Regions from separate parts of the Sus scrofa genome. Here all the other regions are linked to region 3. Evidence: chromatin contacts called from public Hi-C and HiChIP or PLAC-seq data. All regions are on one chromosome and are shown on one strand. Each heading gives the region's core, a stretch centred on a gene start, on an enhancer-like site or on the middle of the called end of the contact. The rest is flanking DNA. Distances are from core to core; before and after follow the strand shown. Region 1 holds the start of POLR1E (DNA-directed RNA polymerase I subunit RPA49). Region 2 holds the start of ZBTB5 (zinc finger and BTB domain-containing protein 5). Region 3 holds the start of NCBP1 (nuclear cap-binding protein subunit 1).

Region 1 (3,393 bases), core at 546-3,045, 1.3 Mb before region 3:
ACATGGCTGATTCCACATTAGTTAAGTGATCAAAGTTACTGTAACCTGTGATGGGACAAATCGAATTGTACATCACCTGACATAACACAATGAGAAGAACAGTATCATATTTGTAAAATTTCTGCCAAAGATGCATAACCTGAAGCTAATCACTTGGAAACATTAGAGAAACATTAGACAAACAGATTGAAGGACATTCAAAATAACTGGCCTGTGAACTTTAAAATTCAAAGTCAGAGTAAGAAACTGTTTTTGGTGGAAGGAGACTACAGAGCTATGCCAGCTAAATGCAATATGTGATTCTGGACAAGATCTTCTGTTATAAAGACATTACCAGAAGAGCTGATGAACTGAAGTGGGAAATGATGAGTATATGGTAGTAATGTAGCAATGTTAATTTCCTGATTTTTATGGCTGTAGTGTAGCCATTTAGGGATCGTTTTTGTCTGTAGGAAATACTATACATGGTCTTCAGGTGTGATGGGGCATCAGGTTGATAACTTACTCTAAAAAGTTCAGGGCCAGAAAATTTCTTTGCACTGTACTTGCAATTTTTCTGTAAGTTGAGATTTGGTAATTAGAAAAGACTTGCTCAGAAAAAGGAGAGCTCAGGTGTTATCTTTTTTTTTTTTTTTTTTTTGTCTTTTTGCCGTTTCTTGGGCCGCTCCAGTGGCATATGAAGGTTCCCAGGCTAGGGGTCTAATCGGAGTTGTAGCCACCGGCCTACGCCAGAGCCACAGCAACGCGGGATCCGAGCCGCGTCTGCAACCTACATCACAGCTCACGGCAACGCCGGATCCTTAACCCACTGAGCAAGGGCAGGGACGGAACCCGCAACCTCATGGTTCCTAGTCGGATTCGTTAACCACTGCGCCACGAAGGGAACTCCCAGGTGTTAATGTTTTTTAGATCATCTTGGAAGTACGTGCAGGGGGAGGGGAAGTCTCAAAAGAAGGCAATTTGGAAAACACAGATGAGTCAACCTGGTTCTTTCCCTTCAACAGTACCCTCCTTTGACTGAGAAAAACGGGTCCTAGCCTGGGCCCATGCTGAAAGATCTGCTTTAATCCTCCTTTTTGCCTAATAACTCCCCATGCGGTAGGGAGGGTTGAATCCGCGGGGACAAAGGACCATGCCTTCTGGTTCCCCCTTCTTGTCCACCCCAGAAGCTTTGAGTCTGCTGGGCCTCTCCCACTGGTCCATACTCTCAGAGTTGATTGAACCACAGGTGGTACTGTGCCAAGGTCCGAGAAGATGAGGTCATGTTACTGTTTACAGGATTGTGGATCACGTTTGGGCTTAAGGATTGATATCCAGGTGTGTGGATGGAGGTCCTGGAAAGCGGCCGGTCTCCGCCAGTCGCCACATTTAGTTAGCGTGCAAGGATTGCCTATCGAAAAATTCTAAATTTGAACTTGGACTTTCAGGCGTCAGTAAGACTTATTTGCCTCGGTGGTAGAGATAGACCATACCCTACCTAGACTCAGCCGCGAAGAAACCCGTCTATGCGCTAAAGCAAGACCTGAAGGTAGTGTGCTCCCTAGCGGCACACGACCTGTAAAGAGCAGGCCGAGTGCTGGGCCAATCACGTGTTGCGCCTTGCTGCGGAGGAAGGAGCGGGGCATAGGGAGCGCAGAGACCCCGCCTCTCCACGCGGAGGGGCGGGCGAAGAGTGAGAGGGGATGGCCCGCCTCAGAGCTCAGCGAGACAGCGCTTAGGGGCCGGGCCTGATGGGGGCGGAGCCACGCATCTCTGCGTGCGCAGGGCGGTGCCCGGAGAGGCCACGCCTCTTCCGCCCTGCCTTTTTTTTTTTTTTTTTTCCACCCGCGTGTACCTAGCGGACGCAGTTGTCTTAACTCCTGTGCTTGGCGGTAGAAGGGCGAGATGGCGGCGGAGGTGTTGCCGAGTGCAAGGTGGCTGTACTGTGGAGACCCCGAAGAGAGCCAGAGAGCTTTACTGGGTAAGGACTGCGGAGCCGGAGCAGAGCTCCCTGTAACTTCCTCCCTTTCTGTCTCGGTATCTACAGCCCTCGTCTTCCCTTACTGGTCCGTCCCCCTTCTCAGCTGGGCCAGATCCCTTCCAGGCTCTACTGCTACTTAGGGCTCGGCCAGGGTTCCTCTGTCATCTCACCGCGTTTCTGTCACCACCTTCCCGCTGAATGAGGCCTTACCAGTTACCCCTTCCCAGTACTCTAGACCCGGTCATCTCCTCACCCATCAAGTCTCAAACCTGCTCCATTTACTTTCCTCCATTGGGCAGAATTTTTCTTTATCTTTTTAGGTCTGGTCCAGGCCTCGTCAGTTAGTCCCATTTCCCCTAGTTATTCCCTCCCGTCGAAGCCCCTCTCTCCTCAGGCCTCCCCTTACCTTCCCATCCCCTCCCCATCCTCTTCCCACCTGGATCCGGATCTCCTTAAGCCCTCCTTTGGGGAGTTCCCATCATGGCTCAGTGGTTAACGAATCCGACTAGGAACCATGAGGTTGCGGGTTTGATTCCTGGCCTTGCTCATTGGGTTAAGGATCCGGCGTTGACGTGAGCTGTGGTGGTGGTCGGATCCCGCATTGCTGTGGTTCTGGCGTAGGCCGGTGGCTACTGCTCTGATTAGACCCCTAGCCTGGAAACCTCCATATGCCGCGAATTTGGCCCCAGAAAAGACAAAAAACAAACAAAAAACAAAAAAAAACCTCCTTTGGGCCAGGACCTGGGCCTCTTTGCCATCCCCATTCCTTCAGTCACTCCCTCTCATTGACTGTCTGTTTCCTCTGCATCATACTCTCTTGGTCCTTCTGCTCTCATGTCATTCCTGGGCTACAATCTTACAGTCCAGTTCTCCAATGGGAAGCTGCAGAATCCAGGCAACATGCGCTTCACCTTGTACAAGAGCAATGATTCCACAAACCCCAGGAAGAGGAGTCAGCGGATCCTGGTAAGTGCTGCAGTAGCTTGTTTTCTCCACTCTGCAGGCTTCAGGAGGCCCCTTGGGTGTGGAAGGGAGTGAGAGGAGAAAAGCAGGGGATAGCAGATTAGCCTTAAAGAACTTTGAGCCCCAGCAGGCTGGTGTGTGGGAGCAGGCTCCATTCAGTTTCACACTTATGGTGAAATGATAGCCCTTTATTCATTTGTTCATTCAGCAACCATCTATTGAACCCCCACTGTGGCTCTGGGCCGTAAGCAGCTAGGGAGACAACTAAGTCAGACATGGCCCCACCCGGAGGGAGCTCATAATCTAGAGCAGCATTTCTCAATCTCAGCACGACTGACCTTCTGACCCAGATAATTCTTTGTTGTGGGGACTGTTCTGCACATCCCTGGTGTTTAGCAGCTTCCCTGGTCTCTACCCAAATATACCTAGCACCTCCTCGTTGTGACAATAGCATGTCAGACATTCCCAGA
Region 2 (3,477 bases), core at 455-2,954, 1.3 Mb before region 3:
GAGAGAAAAGGCAAATCCAAAAACAAGTTGACTTCAGGACTCTTTAAAAAAAAAAAAAAAAAAAAAATCCTGGTTTGTTTATTTAGCAGAACGCAAGAGACCAGAACAGGTCCTCGACCTGTTAAGTCTTAACTGGCAGGTCACCAAGCTGGCAGTGGTGGCACAGCCAGTCTTCCCAAGTTTCCTGGGATTTCCAGAGGGGGTTAAAGCAATAGTGGGAGGCCTTTCCTTGGTTTAGGGGCTTTTCTTTAAAATTCTCTTCCCTCACCGCTAATCTTTTAGCTTACCATCCTCACAACCCAAATCATAGCACTTCACTGAATTCAGTTTCTCCAGAAAATGAGGCATTCAGCCCACCTTTTCAAAATTATCTAAGGCACAACAGCCTATATAACGACAACAAATCATCATTGATGAGTAAGGCACAGCATTCTCTTCAACCTCTAAAGAAAAGATCCCAATGTATGTCATATCTTCTACCTACTAAAACAGAGAAGCATAGAAACACATTTTGGAAATATTTTTGCTTCAATTCCTGAAGGTGAAAGGTTTCTTACTTCCACTAATTAAAATTAACCCCAGAACCCAAGTATACCACTTAGCAATGAAGCTTTTACTGCGCCTTTATGTAAAAATTTTTTGCCAAGTTAAATATTCAGGATTTGTGTCCTATTCAGAAATTAGCTTCCACAGTATCGTCCACAAGGCCAGAATACAGACTGACTTAATAGCAAATGACCTTTTTGGAAGGAAAAAAACTAACCTTCAACTCCCCTTAGTTCACTGCCTAACATGCATAAACCTGTATGTCCTCCAAACAAGGGAGGAGGGGGACAGACTGTTCTTACCACTGCATCCCCTACACCTCCTAGCACGAAGCCTGGAAGCAGTGGGTTTTCAATAAATGCCTATAAACACTTTAGTCCTTTTAGTTGCGGCATTCCAAAACACTGGCTCCGCCCCTCCTGGTTCAGCCGCCGGTTCCCGATTCCAGCTCGCCTTGGCCTTGCTCTGGTGAAACGAAACCTCGTCGCTCAATGAGACCCAGGACAGGGGCAAGGAAGCCACCCGACCCCATTCCGCAGATTCTCTATTCACCCTGCCAGGGTGCTGGTCTTTCCCACGCGATCCCAGGAACCAACGTAGCCCGCCCGCAGATCAGAGGGGGCAAGAGCCCCCGCCCCACTCGGCGGACAGACAGCCTGGCGTCGGGACGCGGGGGACGCCTGCGCAGAACACGCCTCCCACCCGCCTTGGCCCCTCCGCTCTGAGGGTAACAATAACCCTCAGGAAAGACAGGCAGGGCAGACGCGGGGGGGCACCGGTACGCTTCGGCGCGCGCCCAGACACCTAGACAAGACCCTGATCGCGCCGCCCACCCAGCTCCCCCAGAGCTCAACTGTCTCCACGTGAGCGCGCCAGCGCGCGCCACCACCGCTCCCGCTGACAGAGTCGCCTCACCTGAGCCGGGCTCCGCCCCCCTTCTCGCTGGAGGAGGCGGTGACCCTTCTTCGATCCGACCCGACAGTGTGGCAGAAGACCGGAACGTCCAGGCTGGCTCCTCGGTGATGGGATTTCCTCCCTCTTCCGTCCACCCCGCCTCTTGTTGCCCAGCTCCTTCAACCCCTTCGCCGCGGCACTCTTGAGAACACCGCGGCGGCTGCACACAGTAAACGGAAGTGACGCAACGCGAGATCGCCTACTCCGCGGCATTTCTCGTCCCCTCCGGCAGGGGTGCAACCAATCAGAAGGGGAGAGGGCGGGGCCGGGACAGAAGTGCAGCCAGCCGGCGCGCGGTATCTGGAGGAATTTACTCGGCCCCCGGAACACTGACCAATCCGCGGTCCCAGGAGCCTCGCTGTGTTTACTACCGACAGAATCCGTGAGCTCTGTGACCAATCACCGTTTGCCTTACAACACATAAAACTGTTATCAAACGCCTTTGAAGGCGGGATTTATCACTAAGCGGTTCTAGATTTAGACTGTAGAAAAGCGACTGAGTGTGGAGGCCAATCCAGGCCCATTGTGGGTGAGACCAGCTGGTTTTCCTAATTCCACCAATCACAACCACGACTGCCTTTGGTCTGAGCCAGGGGTAAGGCGAGCCCGCGAGGTAGTGTGTGTCCCACCACTGGCTGGACTTGAAGGATTTCCCTACCTTCTCGGCGCCCGGCACTTCGGTGACCACCGGCTCCCTATGGGATGCGAATTTCCTTCGTGGGACCCACTCACGCACGGTGTCCGAGGTTGAGTTCCCATCTCGTAGACTTTGGAAGGAATAAAATATAATTTCAGGAAGCTATATAGGTTGAATTAAGACAAAATCCAAGCTAAAGATGTTGAACCAAAAATTCTGTTCATCTCACAGAAGTTGGGTCCGACGCAGCCCTACGTCCAATCTAGGTGCCAGCGTCTCGAAGCGCTGGTGCCTCCCGGCTCCCCACTGGCACTTTGCTCTGCATTACCTGCCGCAGGTCAAATAAGCCTGCAGTCTCCAGAACCAAACCTCTAAAGAACAGCATTGGGAATGTGGAAGGGTGGCGGACTTCGAAGTGACGCTCTCAGAAAAGAGTAAGCTCCGGGTGGCTTCCAGACCTCCAGGTGCACGCTCGGATGGAGAGGCCAAGCTCTGAGGGACACTGGCTGGAGGGCTTCCGAGGGCACCGGGCCCTGGGGCAGAAAGAAGCTCTCTTTCCCTGGGTGAAGAGGAGGCAAGGAAGCCTGGGAGGGGCCTTCCCCGACGGGAAGTGTAAGGGGCATGGCGCGACTCCAGAGTTTAAGGCAGGCTGGGAACGCAGCTTGATTCTTGGGGCGGCGGGGCGGGGGTGGAGGGAAGACAGACTATTTTTAAAAGGGAACACCCCACTTCAGAATGTGACACTCAAGTTATCTTTGCAGCTGATCTGTCCCTTCACTGTACAGGTTGGAAATGTTGCCCTCGAGGTTTTTTTCTTTAAGGCTTCAATGAGGTCTGATGGTAAATTATTGTTCATTAAGATTCCCTGACATTTTGTAGCCCTTACACGTATTTTATTGCCAGACTGGGTGATTGAGAAAAAAAACGGAATGCTGACAGTAAGCCAGGTAATGTGAGAAGTCTCTTCACCTATGTGACCCTTAGAAACATATGTGAGCTAAAATGTTATCTCAGATTTACAGACTGGCAAAAATTAAAAAGATTTGTATGTTCAGCACTTAGGAACGTGTTTGAAAAAGTCCCATCCTATATTGTAGTTTAGGAGTGTCATTGCTGCCCTCTGAAGATCACTTAGTATCTTCAAATTTTAAATTAGGCATTCATGGAGTTTCCTGGTGGCTCAGCAGGTTAAGGATCCAGCTTAGTCACTGCTGTAGTTGGGGTTCCACCCTGCCTCTGGCAGTGACAAAACAAAACAAAATTTCATTCCCTTCTAGCTGGCAATTCATTTCTGGAAATTCTACTTAAATAAACAAATGTGGTAAAATATATAGGGGAAT
Region 3 (3,401 bases), core at 337-2,836:
TCCATGTGCCCTCAAAAGACAAAAAATAAATAATAAACAATAAACCAAACTATTAGAAAGAAAAAAAAAATCCAGCTCTTAACTTGCTCTCCTTGTCTTCCTCACCTCTGTAAACAACAATTCCATTCTTCCTGTTACTCAGGAAAAAACTTTGGGATTCTTGTCTCCTCACTCTTTCAGAGTATTGAAAATCCTGTCAATTCTGCTTTTGAAATATAATCACATCAGATGACACTGCACTACCTTCCCTACCAACCCCACTTAAGCAACCATTATTTCTTGCATGAATTATTGCAATTGCCTAACTGCCCTTCTCCCGTAAGAGCAAGAGGGGTGACTTTAAAAATAAGTCAGATCTCTCCCTCCAAAGGCTTTTAAAGGCATCAGATAAAGTCCAAGGTTCTTATAAAGCCTTTCCCACCACACCCTAATCGCATCTTTTTCTATTTTTGCCCACCACCTCTGACTGCAGTTTGCTGGATTCCTCAACCGGTCATCAGCACTGAGAAAGCAGGGGTTTTCCTTCGTTCACCTCAGCCTCCTCAATGTCTAGAACACTGCCTGGCACATAATAAATACAATATTTGTGGTATGGAGTAAAAGGTTGGGTGGCCAGGGAAGGATTCCTAAGGGGGCTGATGCTTGAGCTGGGACTGAAATGCCAAGGAGCCATCCATGCATACTTAAGGGTAGAAATCTTCAGGCAAAGGAATATAAATGCCTAAAGGGTGAACAAGCTTGCCTTACTGGAGGTACAGGAAGAAAGTAAGAATTGTTGGAGCATAGTGATAAAAGAGTAGGACCCTGTAGGTCAGGTTACTTTACATCGCAAAGTCATGAGAGAGTAGTAAAAAAGGAGTAACTGATTCCAGATCGGTTTTGAAAGTAGAGCTGATAAGGTTTACTGATAGTTCATTAGGTAGTAAGTAAGGAGCCAAGAATGACTCCTACCTACATTTTTGGATTAAGCAATCGGATGGATGCGTAAAAGTGAAGGAGCAATAGGTTAGGCTAGGTTAGGCTAGGAGAATGAAAGGTTCATTTCACGCGTGTGAAATTTCAAATGGCCATCGACAAAGCAGATAAGCAGCCGTGGTGTTCACCACAGAGGTCAGGGCGGAGAATATTCACATACACATAATGGAAGTATCCAATAACCACTGGAAACATTACTAAAGCGATCAACAACTCAGAGGGGCGAGAGGTCAGACGACGGTCAGAAGCTAACCGCAGAGCAGCAAGCTCAAGCTAGGCAGGGTCTTTCGGTCCCCAGAGCTGCTCGAGCGGCGCCGCTTCCCGCTTGGGCCCCACCCCGCGCGCCGGGCCTGGCCCAATCTCTCCTCCCAGCTTTCCCGAGTCGGCAGAGGCCCGGAAGTGGGAGAAAGATGAGCACGTACCCGCCAGTCCAGATCCTTTCTTAGATCTTTCTTCACCAAACCGTCTCCGCCTAGCAATTGTCACCTCTCACCACCCTTGCACCTCCAGCCCCCGCCCCTGTTTACGTAGGAAGGAACGCCGGGGACCTCACCTCGCCCCGGAAGTCTAGGCCGTTAGCGAAAGGGCCGCCGGGAAAACCACTGAGAGGCCCGGGGGGGAGTCTGAAGTGGAGGGAGTCTGAACTAGAGCGTCCCTCCTAGACCACCCCCGCCAAGGCGTGGCTCGCGGCCTGCGGGCTCCGGCCGCCTGGGGAGGCGGTGCTCTCCGCGTGGCCCCGGAAGGACTTCCCGCGGAGGCGGGCGAAGGAAGCAGCGGAGAGGCGGAGGCAGCCCGAGGGGGCGGTTGCGTGCGGACGAGGCGGCAGTGGCTTGGTGAGGTTCCAGACGCCGGCTCTCCGGGATCCGAGCCCGCCGAGCCCACCCGGCCACTTCTCCCCCTTGCGCTTCCGGGAGCCGTCGCGAGCGAGTGCGCCTGCGCGCGGGCCACTTCGTGAGCCTCGCCGCTGTCCTCGCGCCGGCCGGCTGCCCGACGGTTCCTGCCGCTCTTCCCGCCCGGCGTCTAGGCTCCGCCGCATACACAACGTGCGGCATGTCACGGCGGCGGCACAGCGACGAGAACGATGGTGAGTGCTCTGGGCCTGGCCGCCGAAGCCGCGCCCAGGTGGGGCCGAGGTTTGGCTTCTTCGGTCTTCAGGTCCTGAGCGAAGGGACGGGAAGCCCTTCCCCCAGGAACTTGCGGGGAGATGGGTGGCACAGCGGGAGTGTGGCTGGGCGACTGCTGGAAAGCTCGTGCTATCCCCCACCGCACCTCTTGAGTCGTCGGCGGAGGGGAGGCCTGGTGCACCCCTGGTCTCTAAGCACTCTTTAAGATAAGGTCCTTGGTACCGCCGAGCAGGGAAGTATATTTGTGTCTGTGCCGCTTCCCCTTAGAGACGGTGACCAGGACTCACTTGTCCCAGTGTCTCGTTTTGACCCTCAAACATCATGTATTAATGGCTCTCGGAAGGTGAGAGATCTGATGAATTGCAATCCCAGCTCTCCTGTGCGGGTCATCCGGGGTTTTGCCTTCTTTCAAACCACTGGGGAAGAAAAATCAGCTTCTTATCCGCACGCGAGAAGTCTTTAATAAATAGATATACGTAGGTCGTTATGTTAGATCTTGAATTGGTTGTAAGCTTATTTCTCTCGTTTAAGAAAAGAATGCCAGAAGACTCACTAGAGAGCTCGTAGAGGTTAGATCGGGGTTCCCATTTGGATATTTGCACTCATGGGGATCCTGGAATTGCCGTCATAGAAACCAGGAATAATTTAGCTAGTTAAAAATAGGAAACGATGCTTACATTAAAAAAACAACAGTCAAGAATACACATCTAGAAAAGCAAAAAGAAACTAAAAATAATTTAGTTATTAATACTTGAAAATAGTGTTGTAAAGTGGTTAAGAGGCCAGACTTTGGAGACAGAGGGTTTAAGTTCAAAGTTAGACCTTGCCATTTATTTTGTGATCTTGCCCAGATTATATCACCTCTTTAAACCTTAGTCTGTAGTATTGGATTAATGATACATGCCTGTTCTTGGTTTTGTGAGGATTAACATATGTAACTAATTGCTCATGATGATATGTATTTTATCATCTGTTAATGCTTAAGAATTGATAAGCATTGGCAGATGTCAACGATGTAGGAAAAAAATACGGATCAAAAAGTTGGATTTAATTAATTTTCTCCACTTATATTTTTCTCTCCTTGAATGTTGGGGCACTCGAGGGTAGGAACCAAATCCCACCTACTTAATTTTAACAATGAAATATCAGTTTTCTGCTAGGACATGGCTTGAGAGGATAGTCTAGTCCAGTCTTGTCACCTGACACCTAAGGGTCTAGATTTAGTATAATTAATGGAGATGGCTGTGCCCAGACACAGGTGAAAGCAAATCCAAGGTTCTTTTTGCTACACATGTATAGTAG

The links. Hi-C and Micro-C count contacts between places; a contact is called where the count stands out from the background. HiChIP or PLAC-seq counts read pairs in DNA pulled down with a chosen protein or histone mark.
Region 1: an H3K27ac HiChIP or PLAC-seq map of alveolar macrophages shows a contact between it and region 3. The contact joins the promoter of POLR1E here to the promoter of NCBP1 in region 3. A contact is called at or near these places in 1 of 5 promoter capture datasets (liver) and 1 of 2 datasets of contacts at active chromatin or transcription factors (alveolar macrophages).
Region 2: a contact with region 3 is called in a Hi-C map of heart right ventricle, with 3 times the contacts expected there. The contact joins the promoter of ZBTB5 here to the promoter of NCBP1 in region 3. A contact is called at or near these places in 1 of 47 Hi-C or Micro-C datasets (heart right ventricle) and 1 of 2 datasets of contacts at active chromatin or transcription factors (skeletal muscle).

Annotation. Positions count from the first base shown.
Region 1 is chr1:238,195,864-238,199,256 of Sscrofa11.1, forward strand. POLR1E (DNA-directed RNA polymerase I subunit RPA49) reads left to right here and starts at 1,796. Exons shown (of 12, transcript XM_021066147.1): 1 at 1,796-1,960; 2 at 2,823-2,926. The coding sequence starts at 1,885.
Region 2 is chr1:238,175,773-238,179,249 of Sscrofa11.1, forward strand. ZBTB5 (zinc finger and BTB domain-containing protein 5) reads right to left here and starts at 1,705. Exons shown (of 2, transcript XM_021066137.1): 1 at 1,462-1,705.
Region 3 is chr1:239,490,991-239,494,391 of Sscrofa11.1, forward strand. It overlaps NCBP1 (nuclear cap-binding protein subunit 1), which reads left to right and starts at 1,587. Exons shown (of 24, transcript XR_002336867.1): 1 at 1,587-2,059. It overlaps TSTD2 (thiosulfate sulfurtransferase/rhodanese-like domain-containing protein 2), which reads right to left and starts at 1,893. Exons shown (of 10, transcript XM_005660262.3): 1 at 1,529-1,893.